Regions from separate parts of the Gasterosteus aculeatus genome. Here region 2 is linked to region 1. Evidence: chromatin contacts called from public Hi-C data. All regions are on one chromosome and are shown on one strand. Each heading gives the region's core, a stretch centred on a gene start, on an enhancer-like site or on the middle of the called end of the contact. The rest is flanking DNA. Distances are from core to core; before and after follow the strand shown.

What was found. Hi-C and Micro-C count contacts between places; a contact is called where the count stands out from the background.
Region 2: a contact with region 1 is called in a Hi-C map of skeletal muscle, with 2.7 times the contacts expected there. The contact joins the enhancer-like site here to the promoter of foxp4 in region 1. A contact is called at or near these places in 4 of 6 Hi-C or Micro-C datasets (liver, skeletal muscle, tail fin and 1 more).

The regions. Positions count from the first base shown.
Region 1 is chr17:12,057,478-12,062,738 of fGasAcu3.hap1.1, reverse strand. foxp4 (forkhead box P4) reads right to left here and starts at 2,753. Exons shown (of 18, transcript XM_040203460.2): 1 at 2,065-2,753.
Region 2 is chr17:12,122,304-12,127,564 of fGasAcu3.hap1.1, reverse strand. It overlaps foxp4 (forkhead box P4), which reads right to left. Exons shown (of 18, transcript XM_040203460.2): 6 at 3,348-3,483; 7 at 586-787; 8 at 38-136. All of the region lies in intron 1 of LOC144388944 (a long non-coding RNA gene), which reads left to right. Among protein-coding and RNA genes, the nearest start is that of LOC144388944, 5.3 kb to the left of the region's middle. Within about 2 kb of position 2,189, at least 1 of the 9 cell types and tissues checked has open chromatin away from gene starts, as enhancers often do.

The sequences.
Region 1 (5,261 bases), core at 1,504-4,003:
TGATATGCAAATAAAAAAACATTTAGCTTCTTTGCAAAAAATTAACAAATGAATCATCTTAAAAGTCTGGTCAAATTTTGCTGATTTAAATACAGCAGCATGAATCTGTGTGAACACTAAAACACGAACGAGCAGATTTGTATGAAGGCTACCACTGAAGGTGTAATTTATGTTGATGAAATGAACTACTTTTTTGTATTCATCATTCAGTATACACTTTACACGAGAGGCCTCGGAGCGACCACGAAATACCTGACACCAGAAATGTGACAAGGTCATAAAAACGTGATGAAGAGTTTTTTCATTCCCGATGGATCTTCTACTAAAGTGCAATTAAAAGTGTGTCATCGCGTAACGGAAATGCCACCACAGAAGAGCAGGGGGGGGGGGGGGTAGTTTAGCAAAGGGGGGTGTTTGGCAAAGGTGGGGGCACACAACAGGAGAGAGGACACAGTAAATAAAATGAATTATGCCAAATGCCCTGGCGCCCATCAATCACGGGGCAATAATGTCCGTGTCAGGGTGCGCGTTTCTCCCAGTGACACACAACTAACAGCAATTAATGGTTGTTTCATCTCTCGCGCTGGTTTCCGTCACGCGGGACCTCAGTGTATCTGGCATAAGGGAATGCTCTGGCTGATGTTTCAAATTTGATTATTTTTATTTATTTAGTTGAAGTAGGACAGCTTGTACAGTTGTTCTGCAGTTTGCTTCATTGAGCTATTTGTAATTTAAGATATTGGATAAATGTAGTTCATTTGTATTTTCTCTCTAAAAAGAAAGGAGCATTTCTCTCCTATTGGAGGCCTGCTTTCAGGCGCTGTATGACTGTAGAAGGAAAGGAAAAACATTCTGGTTCTGGTACAGACTTCAACCCCCTCATTTATTTATTTTAAAATATTGTCAAAGTCAAAATCAGCTCTGCACACATGTGGACTTTTTTTTAAATCATGAGAAGTATATGTATTTTAATTTAATGTAATTCATGAATGAATAAAAAGCAGTGTTACAATTATCTAATGATCTGTCTACATACCTACAGATACGATCACTTTATACGTTAAACTTTTACTATGCATGGAAAACCTCTGCATATTGTTGTGTATTGTATCGGTAACCAACACAACTCGGCAAACGTTAGGTCACAAAACGCGGTTCCAATTTCAAAAGTCAAAACGCTTTGAAAGGAAAGTATTGTCCCCCTGACCCTTTGGCCAAGTCTCAAAGAAAGACCTTTTTCTCTCTCTCCCTCTCTGAAAACATGATCTTCAGTGAGGGGATAAACTAAACTAAAACTAAATCAATTAAGAATTAAAACAGTGGTGACCGGCAGGGAGCTAAACAGGTACAACGCGATGACAAAGCATTCCGACGCGAGTCACCAAATTGTCACCACATTAATCGACGTGTGTTTATTATTGAATCCCTGTTACTTACGGGCACGCAGAGTTAAGCTCGTCAAATCCCCTCCCGACATCTTAGTCTGAACCTATGAGACTAACTTTTGGTTGGCTCGTGAGCAATAACTTCGGACAATAAAAAAAAAAAAAATCATTTTAAAAACACCGGGTCTCTCAGTCCACGATGACTATGACATGATATTTATGAGTTCACAGAAATGAAAACAAACGTCGATTTAAATAAGCGTGTGTTTCTCCCTGTGGTGCACGTACGACTAACACGTGTGAAGCGAATAAATAGAAGAAACTTAAACCACCGCTTTCTCGCTCTTGTAGAAACTGAAAGGATGAAAGCTTCAAATAGCATTTTAATACGTGGCTAATAAGTTAATCCTGAGAAAAGAAACTAGTTCAAATGACACATGGACGGAGGGGAAGTCTGAACGAGGAAAAAACTCCCGAGTGTGCCAATGTGTTTTAAAATACCCTATTTGTATTATTAGCCTCGCGCGGAGGAGTTTCACAAACAATGTGCGATGGGAAAGTTTAACTTTTGTGGACTAACGTGGTTATCAGAGTTTCAATAGAAGCAGCGAGGCGAGGAAAGAGTGAGGAAGGCGAAAAAAAAGAAAAGGGGAAAGTAAATTGTAGATAATGCATCAACCTGTTCTCTGGTTTTCTGAAGAAGTCAACTTTCACGCCAGTGGTCGGACCATGTGGACAGCCCCGCTTCGGCTCCTCAAACCCCCGGCGCGTCCACTCTCTCTCTCACGGCGACAAAGGGGCTCACAAACCGACGGGACGAAAAAAAAAATGTAAAAAAAAAAAGGAGAAAAAATGGAAAGAAACAGAGAGGGGAGAGAGGTAGAGACAGAGAAATCTAGGATCTAAGACCGCAGGACCATCACTTTAAACGACAAAGCGTGCTCGTTAGTCCTTTCCTTTTCCCTTTTGTGTGCGTCCTCTCTCCTCGGAGTGGCCCCTCTGGAGTGAAGTCGGAACAATACTGCCGCTAAAAACTCTGGCACTGTGCGCAAGTTGCCGCGGAGAAAGCGCGCAGCTTCTCGTCTTGTTTTGTTGCGTCTGCCTTCCTCTCGCTATCTCTTCAAGAGGCTCATTCAGCGCGAACAACCCCTCCGCTGCTCCTCACTTTTTTTGGCATCCCGTCTGTTGCTTGCTCGTTTGCTGGAAATCGGGGTTTGAATCACTAGGGCTGCGCGAGCGTGTGAGTGTGTCTGTGTGTGTGTGTTGCGAGGGGGGACAGTTTGCTGCGCTACCGTAATGCCTCTAAAGCAGGTGCGCGTTTGTATCGTTCCTCGTAAAGCCCTGGCGCACAAAAGGAAAACAGCAGCCGGTGAGAGGTAGAGGCTCTCTCAGTGACCCCCCCCCCCCTTTCTCTCCCTCTCTCGCTCTCCGAGTGTGTGTGCGTGCGTGTGGGGAAGGCACTGATCTTTTGACCTCTCTTTGCATCCCGGCTGAGTTGTGCTATTGTGGAAGCAGAGAAGAACAGATGTTACTCTACATACAATTTGGATCTCAGAAACCCGTCAACAAAGCGCCATCATCCAAAGCAAACTAGCGACCAGGAAGCACTTTGATTTGTTTCTTCACCTTTTTGTTGTAATGTTACTTTTGATATTTTTTTAATTAACATATTTTTTCCCATATATATTTCTGTTGTTTCTCTCGACAGACGATAATACCTTTAGTATTTTTCCACACTTTGTTGAAGTCTTCATGCCAAAAGATCGAAGTCAACCTAAGAAATGCTGTATTATATGAATAAAATGTAAAATCAGTGTGTGTGTGGATTCACCCTTGTTTTTTTCCACTTACCATGCAAATAGACAGTTATATTGTGATGTTTACTGCCTGCCTATCTCTGTAAGTCCGTTATCTATTTTGGAAGCCTGACAACTCCTTTTGCAGAGTTATTACCACCTTTTCCTCCCTTACCGCCACATTCATTTACTAATTGACAGCATAATCAGTGTTGAGATTACTGTCTCTGAAGAAATTTGGAAATTACATCATACCTGTCGCTGCAAGTCATGAAAAAAAAAGAGTGTCATAACTCATGAAAAGATCTTGGAATAATTTTGCGTTTGCCATTAAATGCTATTCTATACCCTCCTGGCTTCTCTTGGAGCTTATAAACATTGGAAAATGAAGGCAGTCCATCACAGTACGACCCAACAATGGGCCACGACTGCAGTAAATCACAACACATTCATTGGCGCGATCAATACCATTAAAACATGTGTCTGTGTGTGTAAGTGTGCAAATGTTGTGGGTGTGTATTTGTCTGTGCGAGTGTTTATCATATACTGTACATATATATATATATATATATATATATATATATATATATATATATATATATATATATATATATATATATATATATATATATATATATATATATATATACATATATTTATATACATATACATATATATATACATATATAATAACATTTATTTTTACAGTACAGTACAGTACAAAAAATTTCCCCGGAACACTTTGTAATATCTCCAATAAATCTCCAAATGACGGGTGTTAATTTCAGCACATGGATGGTGATAAGTGATACTTTTTTAAGTGGCTGTTTTCATGAAATTGCACTTTAAAGTTTGATTGAAAAAATATTATTACATTTTTTATTATTAAAATAAACTTTATAACTGCACCCATAGTGTGTATATGGCTACTTACAATAGTGACATACAACCTGAATCCAAAAACAGAATGTAGAAAAGCACAGTAGAGAACAAAGAGACTGAATTCTCCTTGTGCTTGTTGTTTTGTAACTGTTGAGATTTTTAGTAAAGATATCAATCACCCCCGCCTGTTTGCAGAATGCTGATTTTCTAGTTGTTGTTTCGCTGTTTTGGCTCGTGGGTGCATCAAATTAAACGGTGAACAGGAAACTCAAAAGGACTCTGTGTTCTGCACAGCCTGAATAAATTCGAGGCGAGCCAGGCTGGGATGAGGCGGTCCAAGTTAGTAACCCGATCAAAATAGGAGCTGGCTTGGACATCTTAAGTCAACACCTTCATTCTTGTGCTTGCTGAAAAGAGAAAAACGCTGCTTGGCCCTCTCACCCATCTCCTATTCCCATTTAGGAACCTTCCTCTCCCTGTTAATCAGGGGGAATAATTATCAAAGTGGACAGGTAATTAAATTAAAACATAAGTGGCTACATGAACTGGGTTGGCTGTACTACAAGGTTTTCCATGGCTTAATTAAAGAGAAATATGGGGGAGCTCACCCACAGTGTCAGAGCTCCAGCCTCTAACTTTGAATGACTCAATCTGGCCCTTCAAACGCAGGATTTGAGACTAATTCTGGCCTGTTTGTATATGTGGAGGGGAATTCTGAACGAATCAGCACTGGAGGCCATGTTGTTTGTTTGCGTATGAGAGCAAAAGCACATGTGTGGCGCAGAATGCGCGGTAGATGCATTACAAGACTGCAAGCTTCAGCAGACATCTGGGAAAAATGTCGGGAAATAAAATAAAACTTACTGCTGTTGATGTTTACAAACAAACCCTCATAAAATCACCACAATGCCTTTAGAGTCACACCCAGAAAGAAGTCTCAAACACACACACATACACACACACACATACAAATAAACAGACCCAGAGCGTGAAAACAGCAGAGAGACCAAATTATCCAAACATTCACAGACACACTCGCACCCGCATGTATGTGCCCATATGGGTGTGCTTGTTTACAAATAATGACAAAGTAGGGAGGCTACACGCACACACTCGCATGAACAAACACACAAACAAACCACTCTGCGGTTATGCAAAGACAACAGAAGACTGAGACTGAATAACACCACTGCTGCAG
Region 2 (5,261 bases), core at 940-3,439, 65 kb before region 1:
TGTCTTGTCCACTCGTGTGTGTGTGTATGCTACTCACTGACTGCTGGGGGGTTGCCCGCCTTTGGGGTAAAAGGGGACATGGTCATCTCCGCTGTCTGACTTGGTGAAGCTGGATATCCACTCAAACAGTCTGGCTCTTAAAGACAAAGAAAAGACCATGAGCAGTCAACAGAGCCACGGGACACCAGAGCTCTCATATGTGTGGTACATAAACCAGCATCTCCAAAATGTCAACATGTTAACAAGGAATTTATGTCTTCACAACGAACAAATAATTCCCACATGGCCAGCATTCAGCATCCTCTTCTCTATACTACACTTGCATGTGGTTGACAGCATAGTGTCCGAACATACTGAACCCAAAACACCTCCTATCAAATGAACAGAGGGGTATTTACACCAGTGTGATGTGTGATATGCTGCATGTGCATGTCTTGTGTTTACGTGCTTAGGTATGGAGGAACAGCTAAAAGCTAAAAGTGAAATGCCAGAAAATAACGTGGCGAGAGTGTGAGAAAGACTGCAGGTCACACAGGACAGTTTGTTGATGTCTGTAGTATTTTGACATACTGCCCGTAAGTGTACCTGTCTCTCTTTGGGGTGTGGCTCTGTCCGTTGACCAGGCTGTGCAGTGGGATGTGAGCACTGGCAGCTTTGGCAAAGGCTGAGGTAGAATTGGAGCTGTTGGTGCTCAAGTCCAGGCCCTCGGCCTGTTTCAGGGCATCTTCACTGCTCTGCACCCCCGACACCTCCTTCCACAGCTGTTGGAGGTCTGACGGACACATCGCTGCAGAGAAGGAATGCAAAGTTAACTTGGCGACCTTGTTTAGTTACTCAATTTCAAATGCTCTGCGCAAATTCTATATAAATAAATAAGGAATGAATACCTACCCACAGACAGAGAGAGCTACGACTGAATATTATTAACACACACGCAACTATAATAGTCCTCTGGTATGAGTGGAAAATAGGAAATTTCTTTTTGTTGTTTTTGTTTTATTTCCAGATATTAAACATTTCTCAACTATTTCTTAATCTATGTTGGCAATTGCTACTGTCTACCACTACCACAGCTACTTTCACTACCACTATTTGTCTCAACAGGGTGGGTGCACACTTTGAGTTTGTTCTAGTTGCAGCTTTGTTATTTCTGCTCCAATTTCACAGTGAAAGAGACGCCTAAAAGCCTACTCCAATGGATCTTACCGTGCACGTATGCACGCACCCACACACTCTGCACATACACACACACACACACACACACATGCAGACCTCGCAGCAATCCAAATATTATGTCTGCTTTGTCTGCATTCTTCTGTGATCCAGCCAAAACAAAAGTTCTCACTCTGGAGGAATGAGTCATTGTGTGTGTGTAGTATTATCCAAGAAACCTGAGCAATCTGTGGACACGCCTAGGGGGTCTAAAGTATTAATTACTAAATTACTAAAGTAGTCATCAAAATTACAAGAAAACCTTTTGGATTCCGGTAAGTGAGCGGTTTATTAAGAGTGCAAAGCAAGAAAAACTCAAATTAAACAATAAAATCCTGACTTTGTGCGCATATTTGGGAATGTATGCATTCACAATTTCCACCAGCGTTAGTGTTAATAAATACAAAGCATTATTCCTGGAGGAGAGTGCTTTTGCTAATTCTTTAACGTTCAGAGCCACATCTGGGCGCTAGGGTTGTATTTCTTCCATATTGATGTTTGTAGACATGAGACATGCTAGGAAGTACACTTAAGTTACTAAGAAGTTAGGATCCAACAGGATGATGTCAAATGTAATGGATTTTTTTTATGAGAGTGAAGAACTGAAGTACTGAGACACACTCTAAACCACTCTCTGATTGGTCTGTGCTTAGAAAAAAGAAGGGGTTTTGGATCTCAAACAAAGTGTTTTAGTTTTTTTGTCTTTGACTCAGTATGTTGACAGTCATGAGATTCTACTAAGGGCCTCCATTTTACCGCTATTTATTAACAGAAATAAATATAACAGCAGGACCCCTCCCCTCAGGGTAACCCCCCACCAGCTACCCACCGGACACAACGGCCCTTTGAGGCGGGGCAATAACGTGTACATTTGTGTGCATAGGTGCAAGTGTTTATGCATGTGTGTTTGTGTGTTTGTGTGGCATGGCTGGTCAGAGGAATGCTCTGGCTCACGCCTGGCTGAGCCGTCACAATGGACCGGCTCTTTCACACTGCAGGGAAATTCCACTCTGATATGGAGGGAAAGAGAGAGAGAGAGAGAAAAAGAAGGAGATGCCAAAAGCAAATGTTTGCAACTGTCCAAAAAACAAACACCTTTTTATGCAAGACTTTGGCCTCCCTCTTTTCATTTGTATCCACTCTGTGGAGTACTCTGTACTCTCTGTGATTTGGTAATTCCACTTAGCCTCCAGTGGACACACACACACACACCTTTCCCCTAACACATAAACATACCGATGCAAACATCACACTTAAGTTTTAATGCATCAGGCAATCAGGCTTATAGAAAATGAACTTTCTGAAAAATGTGTTGTATTTTTTACAGATTGAGACAACAGAGTGACTATTAGAGCGTCAACTTGTGTGTGACTGCAGATGACTGAGCATGAGAGACAGAGAGAGAGAGAGAGAGAGAGAGAGAGAGAGAGAGAGAGATCAGACCGATGGGGGGAAGGTAACTCTGTTTGGTCGGCTCAGTCAGCTTTAGCAATGTTACGGCCACTTTTAAAGCTCCCAAAGTATCCTCTATATGTATATGTGTGTGTGTGTGTGTGTGTGTGTGTGTGTGTGTGTGTGTGTGTGTGTGTGTGTGTGTGTTAATTTGACATTACTGCGCAGAGAAAAAAGTGGACCAAGATACACTTATATATATACACACATAAATTCATTAAGGACGGGCCAGCCAACAGTCAACGTTGATCGTTTTAAAATCATGCTGACAAAATGAGGGGACTGGGAGAGAAGGTACATACAGCCACAAAAATGCCCAGTGGACAAAGCAACAGCAAAACGACGATGTTCTTGTGTCTGGCTAATCTCAAGTACACGTACACTCAAGCTTACACACACTTAGGCAAACACGTGAACATACCTCCGAGCAGGGGGCTTACTGGCATATTTTACTTATTATCCAAATGACTACCTTCCACAAGCCCACCAATCAAGTTTCCCTTTATCTTTTTTCTTGGCTGATTAACTTAACAGGCTTCACATGCAGCTTTGGGTACATGCCTGTATTTGTGTGTGTGTGTGTGTGTGTGTGTTTGCTATCAGCTAAGACCATGTGTGATTGAGTTTTGTTTCATTACAGTTGTGTACTGTGTATAAATGTGTGTGTGAGCATGCGTACGTACCTTGCTGCAGAGACTGCATGGCAGCGGTGGGCTGCAGTGGGACCAGGCCTTGTCTCTGGAGGTTGAGGATGTGCTGCTGCTGAAGCTGCTGCATCTGGATGAGCTGCTGCTGGAAGGCCAACTGCTTACTGCCTAACTGCTGGGGATCAAAGACAGCGGTTAAGAAAGGTTTTCATATACCACTTGCTTTGTAATATCTTCAACCAGATTTGTATCCCTCCTCCTACTGAAATATTTCTATCAATTCTAAAAAACACCTAAATTGTGTAATATTTCTAAAGCACCTACTGATCCTTGTTCAGCTAGCAACCAACTAAGGTATTTGTACAAAATTTGTATTAGTAAGCCCTCTGCTGATTTTGGAACAAAAACCATGAAAGAATACCTGCAGATATCTGCTTCTACCCATTAAAAACTGACTAGGATAGAATTTTGTGAAAGTGTCACATTTGTTAATTGCAGCTTTGAACTAAATACCAGATTTAGACAGCTGCCCTTGATATGGAATTTTCTCTTTTACATCTAAAAGGAAGCCTTTCCCTGTTCTGTTATTATGATCCCAATTGCTCTGCTTGTCCCATTACATCATTCAGTCTCAAAAAATTCAAGTATAGAGTCAACTAACACCATATAAAATAAGTAAAAGTCCTGTATTAAAAGGAAGAAAAGCCCAGAGCCGAGCCGTGAGGACCCTGAGGATGAAGAGAAGGAGGGAGGTTGAAGGGAGAGTGGGAGAGAGAACAAGGCACGTGGCGATAATGTCGGTGTGTGTTACAGTGATAAATGTCCCCTTTCCTGGCCTCCCAGTCTGGGGCAAATCTGGCCTGTGCTGCACTGTTTGAAGTCCCACCCGACCAACCCCCAAGAGAGATGGACTTTATCTCTAAAAGATAACTAGTGGAGAGGAAAAATAAATAAATACAACGTGAGGAACTGCTCATTGTGTGTGCGTGTGTGTGCGAGTGAGAGAGAGAGTGGCAGCCTGGAACTCTTTGAACAGAGGGGATCTCACAGGAAGGGCAAATGGGTCACTTCCTTTCAGACTTAGTGCCAGGGGAGAAGAATTGTGATGGCAGTGTGTTTGTGTGTGAGAGTTAGAGAGAGTAGTGTCCGTTGGAGAGGTGTGAGAGGGAAGGGGGGTTCAAAGGAGTAAGTACAATAACTATTCTTGATAGAAGAAAAACACAGTAGATGAAGGGGGAAAACACAATTTTCCATATGCACTTGTTCAAAAGCATTTGGTGTATATTTTACTGTATTAACTGGATAACTGTGGCTACACATGATGAATCCATAATAAACAAAAACTGTTTACAACTCTATGACCACAATAAAAAACATTTTTTAGATTGGATTAGATTCAACTTTATTTCAACAAATAAAAAACATTTTACTCAGCCCAGAATTTTTTTCTTCTTTGACCAGAGCAAATTTTGTCAAAGGCATGAGATGAGATGACACAATCTCTGACATGCTTACATGATTCGCTTCTTTCAAGTGAACTGATCAGATGTACTGAATGAACTGGTTCCTCCCGTCTGGCTCTTTTTCCTTTCTTTCCAGTGCCACTGCCCCTTTTTTCTACTTGTCTGTCCATTTTACATCCTTCACTCCCCCTTGTCTCTCATTCCCTCTTGAGATATGGCTACGGTTCTTTAAAACACACATTGTGTGTGTGTGTGTGTGTGTGTGTGCCTGTGTTCTGTTTACATTAGCTGTGGCTGAGTGGCCAAAGCTAGCGCAGTAACAGGCTGTCAATGTGATTTATGAGCACATCACACACTGTCTGAGCCTGCCAGTCACACAGATTCACACACATACACATGCACACACATATAGAAAGACACTCACAGACACATACACACATCTCTTGTGGTGGTCAGAGTCACTTCATTAAGCTGACTCCTGACCAGT